Regions from separate parts of the Mus musculus genome. Here all the other regions are linked to region 3. Evidence: chromatin contacts called from public HiChIP or PLAC-seq, Micro-C and promoter capture Hi-C data. All regions are on one chromosome and are shown on one strand. Each heading gives the region's core, a stretch centred on a gene start, on an enhancer-like site or on the middle of the called end of the contact. The rest is flanking DNA. Distances are from core to core; before and after follow the strand shown. Region 1 holds the start of Zmym4 (zinc finger, MYM-type 4). Region 2 holds the start of Gjb4 (gap junction protein, beta 4). Region 3 holds the start of Tmem35b (transmembrane protein 35B). Region 4 holds the start of Gja4 (gap junction protein, alpha 4).

What was found. Hi-C and Micro-C count contacts between places; a contact is called where the count stands out from the background. HiChIP or PLAC-seq counts read pairs in DNA pulled down with a chosen protein or histone mark. Capture Hi-C pulls out chosen DNA fragments and counts their contacts.
Region 1: a promoter capture Hi-C map of pancreatic islet shows a contact between it and region 3. The contact joins the promoter of Zmym4 here to the promoter of Tmem35b in region 3. A contact is called at or near these places in 1 of 484 Hi-C or Micro-C datasets (CD4 T cells), 2 of 115 datasets of contacts at active chromatin or transcription factors (embryonic stem cells and microglia) and 2 of 9 other capture datasets (adipose tissue and pancreatic islet).
Region 2: an HNF4G HiChIP or PLAC-seq map of pancreatic cancer cells shows a contact between it and region 3. The contact joins the promoter of Gjb4 here to the promoter of Tmem35b in region 3. A contact is called at or near these places in 4 of 39 promoter capture datasets (the 3T3-L1 cell line, cranial neural crest and embryonic stem cells), 1 of 484 Hi-C or Micro-C datasets (embryonic stem cells), 4 of 115 datasets of contacts at active chromatin or transcription factors (embryonic stem cells and pancreatic cancer cells) and 2 of 9 other capture datasets (embryonic stem cells and liver).
Region 4: a contact with region 3 is called in a Micro-C map of embryonic stem cells, with 2.4 times the contacts expected there. The contact joins the promoter of Gja4 here to the promoter of Tmem35b in region 3. A contact is called at or near these places in 16 of 39 promoter capture datasets (the 3T3-L1 cell line, 3T3-L1-derived adipocytes, the C10 cell line and 7 more), 16 of 484 Hi-C or Micro-C datasets (adipose-derived mesenchymal stem cells, cerebral cortex, cortical neurons and 5 more), 8 of 115 datasets of contacts at active chromatin or transcription factors (embryonic midbrain, embryonic stem cells, pancreatic cancer cells and 1 more) and 4 of 9 other capture datasets (adipose tissue, embryonic stem cells, liver and 1 more).

Annotation. Positions count from the first base shown.
Region 1 is chr4:126,966,800-126,969,499 of GRCm38.p6, forward strand. Zmym4 (zinc finger, MYM-type 4) reads right to left here and starts at 1,428. Exons shown (of 30, transcript NM_001114399.2): 1 at 1,017-1,428. The coding sequence starts at 1,055.
Region 2 is chr4:127,352,654-127,355,431 of GRCm38.p6, forward strand. It overlaps Gjb4 (gap junction protein, beta 4), which reads right to left and starts at 1,428. Exons shown (of 2, transcript NM_008127.4): 1 at 1,380-1,428. It overlaps Gjb5 (gap junction protein, beta 5), which reads right to left. Exons shown (of 2, transcript NM_010291.3): 2 at 2,156-2,778.
Region 3 is chr4:127,124,734-127,127,547 of GRCm38.p6, forward strand. It overlaps Tmem35b (transmembrane protein 35B), which reads left to right and starts at 1,310. Exons shown (of 3, transcript NM_001099319.2): 1 at 1,310-1,460. The coding sequence starts at 1,356.
Region 4 is chr4:127,312,728-127,315,427 of GRCm38.p6, forward strand. It overlaps Gja4 (gap junction protein, alpha 4), which reads right to left and starts at 1,312. Exons shown (of 2, transcript NM_008120.3): 1 at 1,193-1,312; 2 at 1-258. The coding sequence starts at 241.

The sequences.
Region 1 (2,700 bases), core at 178-2,677, 160 kb before region 3:
ATGCATCTTTGAATAGACATTTATGCTGAATGAAAAAGCATTTTTGGTTAAGATTCATGTTTTAAGCAGCTTGGTTTAACAACTAACTCATCATTTGGAGACCATTTCCAAAAGGAAAACTCCTGATAGGAAACTTAACAAACTTGATGCTTAACATGCTGGGTGAGGGGAAGTTTAAAAAAAAAGCCTTGAAAAACATTACTCAGTGGATAGTATTGTTCTCCATCTGAAGAAAATGAATCACAACTAAATTAAAAATAAAAAAAGTTTCAAGACAAACTTTTAAACGGCTTACAACTCCTGTGTAGACAAGGCTTTACCTAGGGCAGGCAAGGCTGGCTGGGTACATCCTAAGGACAAAACTTGTCACTCTTCCACGTTACTAACTGCAGGTAAAGAATGCTAGACTATAACACATCCGTGGCTATCAGAACACATTCCCCCAACTTCAAGACGACAACCCCACTTCTTCTAAGGTGAAGAGAGCACCATGTCCACTTTGGGGCTTGATAACGGTCAAGGGGGAGGGGAGTGGAGGCAGGAAGATGAATTGGCTCCGGGGTTCCCGCAGCACCCTCCCGGTTACTCCTCAGGAAACGACCAATCCTCCACGACTTCTTCCCGCCACCTCTACCCCCACCTGACCTCTCCCCAGAGAAACTTCCATAGACTCCCTTTTCCTCGAGGATGCAGAAGCGGAGTCTGACACCTTGCGTCTCCCAGGCTCCCCCCCCCCCCGAATACGCACCACCACCCACACGCCGGCAAAGGGAGGGGAGCCAAGCGGACCACGGCCCCCGCCCCTCCCCCTCCCCGCCGGCCACCGAGCTTTGTCCCACCTGCCGAGGGGACCCCGGTGCCGCCTCGGGCCGCCCCTCCCTCCGGCCGTCGACCACCGCGCCACCCGTGAGCTCCGGGCTGCTCGGGGCCGGCCGCGCCCCGCCCCCCGCCCGCCCGCCCGCCCGCCTGCCCGCAGCCCGCAGCCCGCAGACGGCCCGCGGCCTCACCTCACCTACCCTCTTTCGGGGGCCGGTCTCCACCTCCCGCTCCGCCATGTTGGGCCCCGCTCGGAACCGCGGCGGCTCCCGGCGCGGCGGCCGCGGCCCCTCTCGGCCCCCGCCCACACTGCAGACACCGGCGCTTCACCCGCTGCGGTTCGGTCCCCCTCGGCCCCCGCCGGGCCTGGCGCGGGAGTGACGAGGGGGGCGGAGGCCCGCGCGCTTAGCCGCAGCTCCTGGGGTCCCACGGGCGGGCGCGTGGGCGCAAGGGCCTGCCGGGGCAGGGGGGCCGGGACTCGGGGGGTTAATGGCCTCCAAGGGGCCCCGTGAGGAGGATTATTTTCTCTCAGAGAAATTCCTCCGCCAGTGGTTTTCTTAAAGGGATCTCCAAACCAGCCCCTTGCGCGCGCCCCTGATGCGCAGGCGCGCCACAAGCCCCTCCTCCCTTTCCCACCAAGCCCCCGGTCCTGAGCGTGCGCGGTGAGTGGCCCAGGCTAGGCCTAATCCTGTTAGTCTCTTTGCTGCCAGCAGCTGCTCCCACCACTCAACTATGGCCGCTCCCTTAAAGGGACCATGACGAAGGGATGATGTCAGAATGAAAGATCTTAATGGAAGGACTATCTGGTGAAATGTCAGTGAGGGGTTCACATCACCACCCTACACCTGACTACAGAGATATTGCCAAAAGGAGAGAACCCTGATGAGCCAAAGTTCTCAGTGACCCTATGAACATGAAGAATCCCAACCAAGAAGAAAACAAGACTGTTATCTGAAGGAGAAACCAACAGCTTGTCAAGTAAAGGGCGTCGACTCTCAAGGAACAACTTCCAACCTTAAAACCAGATCCACTGGTAGTGTTGAAGGCAGAACCAATAACTGAAGACAATTTCCTCAATACCTGCTTGCCATTAGAATACTAAAATGAAAAAGGATCTTAGAAACCATCTACTCCATTGCTTTCAAAGTTAACATTGCCAGTATGGTCATTTGAAATAAATTAATTTACCTCAAGATATCGAGTGGCTGGTGAGGAGCTAGAACACAGTCTGGAATTGCATTCCTCCAGGATTCTGAACACACAAAACTGTCGTCAAGGCAAAAGAACATAAAATGTCAAGAGTCTTGATAGTTCAAGAACATGGCTGCTCTCCTGAGAAGTTTCATGGTGATGACCTGCAACTGCTGTGTGCCATCATTTGCCTCCACTGAAGGAATTTGAGGGTCTGACTTAAAGAATAGGAGCTTGAACTGTCAAGGCAGGAAATCCAAGGGTAGGCACTATCTTCCCTGAAGCACAACGAAGCCAAAGATAATGAGAGCTGAAGTCCCCTCTTGGATTCTTAATGAAGACATAGGCACAACAGACAGACATATAGTAAAAAATACAAGGAAATTAGTTTAGGTTGGTTGGAGTTGGGTTGGTTGGAGTTGGATTGGTTGGAGTTGGGTTGGTTGGAGCTAGGTTGCTATGTAACCCAGAGTGGCCTGAAACTGCTGGTCTTCCTGCCTTGACCAAGTGCTTGGACTGCTGGTATACTAGGAAATCCCCAAAGAACTAATTAAAAAAAATGTTTAAGTCTCTGAAGAGTTGTTATTCTCCATGGCAATACAAGGGGACCCAGAGCTCCTCTGCTCACAGGGTGAAAGTTGCTCTACAGCTGTACTTCTGTGTGTAAGTCAGTAGCTCTTTGAACCCAGGAAC
Region 2 (2,778 bases), core at 178-2,677, 230 kb after region 3:
TTTCCTGAACCCAGCATGGGCAGGGCTCTGGGTTGGGAATGCCCACTCTGACTCCTTGGGAGATTTCTCAGAGCAGTTTCCATCCTTACTCCTTTGTGGCTCTGGAACTTTGTGAGACATCCCTTTCCAAACTAAACAAAGGCTCTTCTGCAATCGGTGTGGCTTGGCCTCTTTCCCACCCTGCTGTGTCAGTGCAGAACAGACAGGCATTCTTTTTTATTCATCTCTTTTATTGTCTTGAGATCTGGACCACAGTTGGTCCCTCTGGAATTCCAACCATTTCATGGGTATGTGTATGTGTATGTGTGTGTGTGTTTGTGTATGTATGTCTGTGTTTGTGTGTGTATGTATATGTGTTCGTGTGTGTGCACATATGTATGTGTATTTGTGTGTTTGTGTGAGTACATCTGTGTGTTTGTGTGTGTGTTTGTATATGTGTGTGTTGCTGTGTGTATGTATGTGTTTGTGTGTGTATGGGATAAGGATTGTATGTGTGCATTTGTGTGTGTATATATGTGTATGTAAGGGATAAGGATTGTATGTGTGTGTTTGTATGTGTATGTGTGTTTGTGTATGTATGTATGTATGTGCGTGTGTTTGTGTTTATGTGTGTGTATTGTGTGTTTGAATGTATGTGTGTGTTTGTATGTGTGTATTATGTGTTTGTGTGTATATGTGTGTTTGTGTGTGTGTGTATGTTGTATGTGTGTGTGTGTGTGTGTGTGTGTGTGTATAAGGGATAAGGAGGAGGCAGGGGCTGGGTACCGGCATGGTCTTTGCCCCACCACTGATCTTTCTTCCCAGGTGCACCCCTCTTCTCTGACTGCCTAATTAGTGGCTGGCTGAGAGTCATGTCTCTCATTTTCATACAGGCCATGTTTGTGTACCCCAGCCTTGTGCTCCCTGGCTCTGGGGTACTTAGGGTGTTCCATCTCAAGCCGTCCTTGTACCATCCCTGACTCAGCTCCTGGTTTCTGCAGCCATGTATCCCTGGGACACGTGCTGAGGCCCCTCTGTCTTCCACTGCAGGGAGCATCACCCATACCTCATTGGCCCAGGCTTCCTTGTTAGCCTGCTGGAGGCTGGAAGGCAAACTGGACGTCTCTGTCTCCTGGGACAAAGCTTTTTGTCAGGCCCAGTGCATTCTCAATGGATCCTAGCTGAACTGAGCTATGGCTTACTCTTTCCCAATCTCTTCTGGATTCTCCTCTGGTCCTCTGTCCTCTGTATAGCACATTTCCTTTCCTCTGTGGAGTTTTCCTAGTGTTCTTTCAGGGTCCCTGCCCACCCCTGGTTCCCTTTGGGAAGCTAAGTCCCCAGCCCTAGGTTTCCCCGGGGACCTCCCCCCACAGCCGTCTCCAGCTGTATTCGGTCCTCACCCTTCTTGGGTCCCCGTGTCCTCACTCTCCGGTGCCGGCTTGTCTGTCTGCCTGAGGCCGTCCTGGAGGCAGCTTTTGTTCCTCACTTACCAGCAGGGTGGGGCTTTCTGAGCCAATGAGCCAAGAGAGAGTGCTGGAGTGGGTAGGCAGGCTGGGCAGAAGGACTTCCCTGGGCACAGTGGCAGAGCAAACACCTGTGGCTCATCTCTTGGGCCCACGCCTTCCTCCTCCTGCCTGTCTGGGTTGGTAGGTATGTGGGTGGGACTGGAGTGATGGAGGCTGGAGTTTGGTATCAAAATGTCCAGGTACAGGATGGTGCTAGTGACACAGATCCTGTTCCTTTCAGCTTGCCATGTGTGTCCCTCTTCCTGTGCCCTGGTTCCCAACTCTCTCTTTTGGCCTCAGGCAACTGGTTCTGAGATCCTTAGCGGCTGGTTTTTATGGAAGGGGATAGCCTTGATTCAGCCTGTGACTTGTGCCACGCTGGTGGGGAATATATATTTTCTGTTTTGGAACCCAGATAAGCCACCTGGATTTTCGAGGCCCACTGCCCTGCTGGAGACAAGGAATGCAGGCTGGTGATTTCAAAGGCTGCTGTTGGCTTGGTGCCAGGCCTGTAACCTTGTTGTGTGCCCTGTGGTCCTAGGCTTCTGCTGGAAATGGCTCTGGAGAAGCTGGAGTGTGGTCCAGCAGGGGCTACAGAGGGGTGCTGGGCTTGCGTCCAGCAGAGACAGTGAAGGTTAATAATGTACACCCAAGGAAGGGCCCCTCTGCTTCACTTCACACAAGCATTTATTATTGAGCACTCCCTAACAGCAGTGATTCACACGTACGTGGCCTTTTTGGCTGGCTAACTCTGGTCGTGCCAGGTACTTGCCATTGCTCACAGTGACCCCCACAGGCAATGCATTAGGAACTCAGCTGAAGTTGTCCGAGTTCTGATGCAGCCACGCTTACTCAGAGTCTGGGTGTTTTCCATCCCAACATACGGTTCTGCCAAACTCCATCATCTCTGCAGACACCCACAGCCCAGACTTCCAGCTGGGACAAAAGGTTAGCTTTGGAACAGCCCTGAGGAAAAGTTAGATACTCCTTTTCTAGAGGAGAGGGAAACCCCTTGACTTCAGGAAGGGTACAAAGGCCAAGACCCAAAGGACACCTTGAATCTGTAAACCCATTTATCTTTATTTAGCTCTCACCCTGGGCCACACAGGAAGGCATTTGCTCATCGGTGCCTTCGTGAAACTCCCCTCCCAGGAGCCCTGCGAAGTGGCCCTCGGTGTGTTTATTTAACAGAAAAGGAAATGGAGGTACAGAGGAGAGGGGTGACTCAGCGAAGGCCAGTCAGCCGGGAGGCACAACTGGATCCCAAAGCTCTGGGAGTCCTCCCTTTTGCTTG
Region 3 (2,814 bases), core at 60-2,559:
AAGGGAACAGTGGAGGGTTGGGCGCCTGACAGTCGGACTTCTTGGTAAGGACAGTCGTCTGATTGATGGTTCTTTCAGTTCTAGTTTTGCAAATGGTTCCCACTTTAGGGAGCAGTTTGGTTTTAGCCTCATCACTGTGGCATTTGCCCCATTTAAGGCCTGGTCTGCTCTGCCAGACTCGCTGCTGCTTGGAGCTGGCTTTGCTTCTTCACTGTCATTATGCTTTTGGGTGAGTTTTGTCTTTCCAAGGTTATCTATCACAGGAGAAAGTGACTCAGGGGAAAAAAAGTGACAAAACAGAGTTAAGTTAGGCCAGCAACCAGTACCTTCCTGCATGACCAAGTAGGCATGTGCACTTTAAAAACATGAGCAGTTTTAGTCACCAGCCATATCGCCAGCCCTCCGAGAGTTATGTAGATGGAAGCAGATCCAAGTACGTGGCCAGTAAGCATGAACAGTGGGAGGGTTTGAGACCATAGGGCTTCTTTTGGACCCATAGACCAGGGCTTGGGAATTATTTTATTTTATTTTATTTTGAGACTGGCCTTTGCGATATAGTCCTCACTAGCCTAGTTCTTGCTGTGAAGTTCATTCAACTCTGGGCAGTCCTCAGGCCTTATCCTCACTAGTTGGGGAATTACAGGCACATCATGCGTGGCAGTAGCCAGCTTTCATGAAAGGTCAGATAGTATTCAGTGGCTCAGCCATAGATGGTATACAAATGGATGCAGGTCAACACTTTCACCCTTGTACCCCGAGGTGTTAGTTTTATATAATTTTCAATTGTTGTGAAAATTCCTTGAACATTGCTTAATCATTTCTAGAATGTTATTATTTTCCTTATGGGTGTGTGTTAAAAAACTCGACAACCGGAAAAAATTGGTCCTCTGTTTGCCAGTGCAACCAAGTAAGGGATTCTTTAAATATCTTTCTCATTTTTCTTTTGGTTGAGCAATGGGAGGGGCAGGTATTTTAGGCATAGGTGGACCAGAAAAACTTACAGTTACTGCTTTATTGCTCATTAATTGTAGGGTTCACTGATTTTCTAGTAACTTTCTGAAGGCCATTGTGCAACTTCCATACAGCTGCAGACCCAGAGACACTCAGGGAGTTGGGTGGTGTCAGATTCCTCTAGCACGGGTGGGTTTGAAGGCCAGATCGCGTGGACACACACCCGATACTCCGCACCCTCCACAATGAGTACAGCCTGTAAGGAAAGGCCTCAGTGGGCGGGTCTTAGCGGAGGTGGCCATCAGTGGGCGGGGCTGAAAGTTGGGCGTAACCGGGTGGGCGGGCCGGACCGACTGTAGTCTTCCGGTAGGGAGGAAGAGTCGTCCAGGAAGGCGGGCGCTGCTATGTCGTTCAGGGTAGGCGTGTTGCGGGTTCTGCTTGGCGTCTTCTTCGCGCTCACCGGGGCTGCCAAGCTCTTTCAGGTCTCGGCCCCCGTGTCACAACAGATGGTGAGCGGCACCCGGGGAAGGACAGTGTGTGCTCGGTTCCCGGGGGCTTCATGCCTTCGGGCTCGAGGCCGCCTGGGCCTTTCCTCCTATTTTCTACACCTTCTCCAGGTGGGAGGGCACGGGACTTAACTGCTGGCTGAGCATGTTGTCCCCAGGCCGATTTAGAGTTGGAGAAGTGATGGGACTCAGGAGGTCCAGGAAGACAAAGTGAAAAAGTGACCTAGCACCCCTCTCCACCCCACATCCACCAACCCATTGTTCCAGGTTGGGGAGGCAGAATTTTACTTTATTTGGTTTTTGTTTGTTTGTTTGAGCTGGTCTTCTGAATGTGTCCCTCTGGCTGGCTGGCCCGGAGCTCACTCAGTGTAGTGGCTGGCCTCGAACTTGCAGAGATCCACCTACCCCAACCTCCAGACTACTGGGATTAACGGCTTACCTACCTTAGAAATCTTTTTTAAGCTTGAAACTAGTCATGATGGTAAAATGTAATTTACCAAAACATTACACAGCTATTCAAGCAAGGCTCAAAGTAGACCAATCTAACTAGACTCCTCAGTGTCCCACGCAGCCTGGGACAGAAGCATAGAAGTCACTGACTGTAGTTCCTTATCCCGAGAGGGTCTACCAGCAGTTTCCAGACCCTCAGAGAAGCCAGGCTCTGTGGAAGACCCCTGTTGCCACCTCCCAAGCCTGGGTACTACTACGATTTTCTTCTCCTTTTCCTCCTCCTCCTCTCCTCCCTTCCTCCTTTTTTCTTCTTCCTTTCCTCTTTCTTCTTCCCCTCCTCTCCTCCCCTCCTCCTCCTCTTTTCTTCTTTCTTCTTCCCTAAGATGGTGGGTTCTTTAGGATAGATATGGTAAAAGCCAAACAGCTTAAACTCTCTGCAGGTGTGTCTCATGTGCGGCCCTTGGACCACATACACTCCAGGATAGCTGTCACTGTAGCCCAGCATAAAAGTGTAAATTTAAAATCCGTGCTTTTTTTCCCCCTTTCAATTCAGCTGTGGGGTTCTGGAGCAGCTCTGTAGGTGACAGTATGGAGCTCCCTCCTTGGAAGCCAGAGTAGGACAGGCAGGGCTGCTGTTGGACCACAGGAAACAGTCCTGAGGGTGGAGCAGGCCCAGGGAAGGGTCTGAGTAGGGTGTGTTACACCCCCTCAGCTGTTCCTTGTGTCTGCCACAGTAGAATCAGGACCTGCATAGAAGATGGAAAGTGTCAGTCATTCTCTAAGGAGTCTATCCATCCCACCTGCAGATATTCAGAGAGAAGAGAAACTAGACCTGGCACAAAGAGAATCTGTAGCCCTTCCTAGGCCCTGGCCCTAGATGGGAAAGCCAAGCCCTGCTCCCTTCTTC
Region 4 (2,700 bases), core at 62-2,561, 190 kb after region 3:
GCAGCACCCAGTATCGGATGTGGGAGATGGGGAAGGCCTGGTCATAGCAGACGTTGGTGCAGCCCGGCTGGGCTGTGTTACACTCAAAATCAGACTGCTCGTCGCCCCACACCGACTCGCCAGCCAGCCCCAGGATGAGGATGCGGAAGATGAAGAGCACCGTTAACCAGATCTTGCCCACCACGGTCGAGTGTTCCTGGACCTGGTCTAGCAACTTCTCCAGGAAGCCCCAGTCGCCCATGTTTCCAGGGCCTCTCTCTGCAGGGAGACAAGGGTCAGAGGGCCATCAGCAGGGCAGCACAAAGCCTTTCTCAGCTCCCCCACTAGACATATGTCCATGGGATGTAAGCCCTTGGGAGGTCCGCCTGTGCTAGGGTCCCAATCTAACCACACATTGTGCTTTCTTTCACAGGCCAGTGCCCCAGGGTGACCACAACCCGAAGACATGTGGATTGAATAGAGGTTCCTATGGAAACAGAACAGTTGAGGAACTTATCCAAGGTCACACACAGTTGTGCCATGCCCTTCCTCCCTTTTGTTCAAGGCTGGCAACCCCCAAGAGAGCAGGGGTGGGGAGAGATGGTTATTAGGGGTCCCGTTCCCATCTTCCATGCCTCATTAAAAATGTTGAGGGCCTCATTTGAATCTTTGCACTTGCCGGTGGGGCTGGGAGTGAGGGAAGATGGGGTGAGGGACTCAGAAGCCCAGGGCATTTGGTCCACCTGTCTACCAAAAGGACCACCTGCGATTTTAGTGAATACACCTGAGCCTGTCCTAGCTCACTTCCCTCCAAAGCTGTTGCAGCCATTCTAGATAGAGCCTTGCAAGGAATGGCCATAGCTGGGTGAAGGTTCCAACGTTCCCAGAACATCTCATGGTGTGTGTGAAAACGTGGTGATGTGTGGTGTGGGTGCTGTTCCAGAAGTAAAGCAGGTACTACCAGACCTACATTCAAATACTGCTTTCTTCTCACCACCTGGGGATTTGGATTAGTAATCTTCCCGGCGCCCTCGGTCTCTCCTTAAGGGTTCATTGAAAAAAAAAGGGAAGGGAGCTAAACACAAGAGGCTGGTTAAAGGCAGGCTAGGTGAGTGCCGCTGGTGGCTTCAGTCGCGTCTGGCGCCCCGGGGGGCAAGCAAGCCTCAGCCCTCCCGCAGTGGAGTGAACCGTTTCCCCTGCCCCCCGAACTCACCGCCTGCTTGCCCGGCTGGCCCAGGTAGAGGGGACGACCGTGGCCGAAGCTGCGCCTGCGGGAATCCTGCAGGACCGCGCCTCCCGCAGGACGCCTTAAATAGCGCGCAGCTGCGGGTTTAGGGCAGGAAACGCCAGCCAGAGGGCTCTGGGGAGCAGGGAGGCGGGGCCTGGGAGGGACAGACTCCCAGGACCCGCCCAGATTGTGCTTCTTTGGTTGCGAGAGATGGAAGCTGTCTTGTTTCTCTGCTCTGACGCCCTCCGGTATCCCAGACTGCACTCCCCCCCCAGGTCCAGTGCCCTCCCTAGGTCCGCAGCAGGATGTGAAGGCGATTTTTTTTTTAAGCGAGAGGAGCTGGCAGATCTGGCACCTGGTCCGGAGGCTGTAAGGAGTGGGTGGGGTAAGAAGGGAGACTCATCCGTGTGCCCAGCTTCTGAGGCCACTGGACCCACATTGGAGAGGGGTGAGAATTCTCCCTTTCTAGAATCTGGTTGATCTAGGGGTCTCTACTTCACCAATCCTGGGCAGGCTATACCATCAAAAGTCACTTAGGAACGCTCTAGGGTCCTTTGATCTGAGAGTGGAAGTGGAGGGAAGCTCCTGTCCTTTAGCTGGGTTCCAGTCGATGCCTCTAAAAGAGAGGAAAGATCTTCCTGGGGAATTTGGAAGCAGGCAGAGCCCTGCTTCACTGTGAACGAAGAGTGTGGGATTAAGAATCCGCCTGCAGCTGGGAAAGCCACAATAAGCCTGCCAGGCCTGGTTTCCTACCCTCCTTACTAGATGCAGAAATTGAGCAGGGTAAGCCCCGTGGGTAACAGTAAAAGTGTAAAGGTGGGATCCAGGGCATCACGGGGTGTGGTTAGGGGTTGAGAAAGCCAGGCGGTGCAGAACAGCATCACTACCTTGGAGCCACCAGGTTTGGTTTCTTGTGCTAACGCCCAGAAGAGGCTGGGGGACCCAACCATGAGGCTTGTCAGAGCAACGAGGGTCAATCTTACCCTCCTCTGCCCTGACCCTACCGAATAGTGATGGAAGGATACCTGCTTCGGAGGGCCTGCCAAAGCCCCCAGTGTGCTGTATTGGTTCTAAAGGTTTGAGCGAGGACCTGAAGTCACTGAGATGTAAACCCTGAGCTTGGGAGGCTGAAGGAGGCAGAGCAAGAGTTTCAGGCCAACCTGGGATACATGGTGGGAACCTGTCTAAGCAAACAACCAACTCCACAAAACACAAATACACAGGCATGGTGGTACAGGCAGCCTGTAATCCTAGTTCTGTGGAAAGATGAGGCTGAGGAATTAAAATGTCAATGGTATGGGGCTGGGGTGTAAATATTGGTTGAGTGCTTGTTCAGTACTCACAGAGCCTTAGGTTCTAGCTAGCCCTGGTGGCACATAAACCAGGTGGCACATGCCTGGAACCTCACAGGAGGGGGGGGGAGGAGGAGGAGGAAGAGGCAAGAAGGTCAGAAGTTCAAGGCTGTCTTCTCCTTTGTGAGTTTGAGGTCAGCC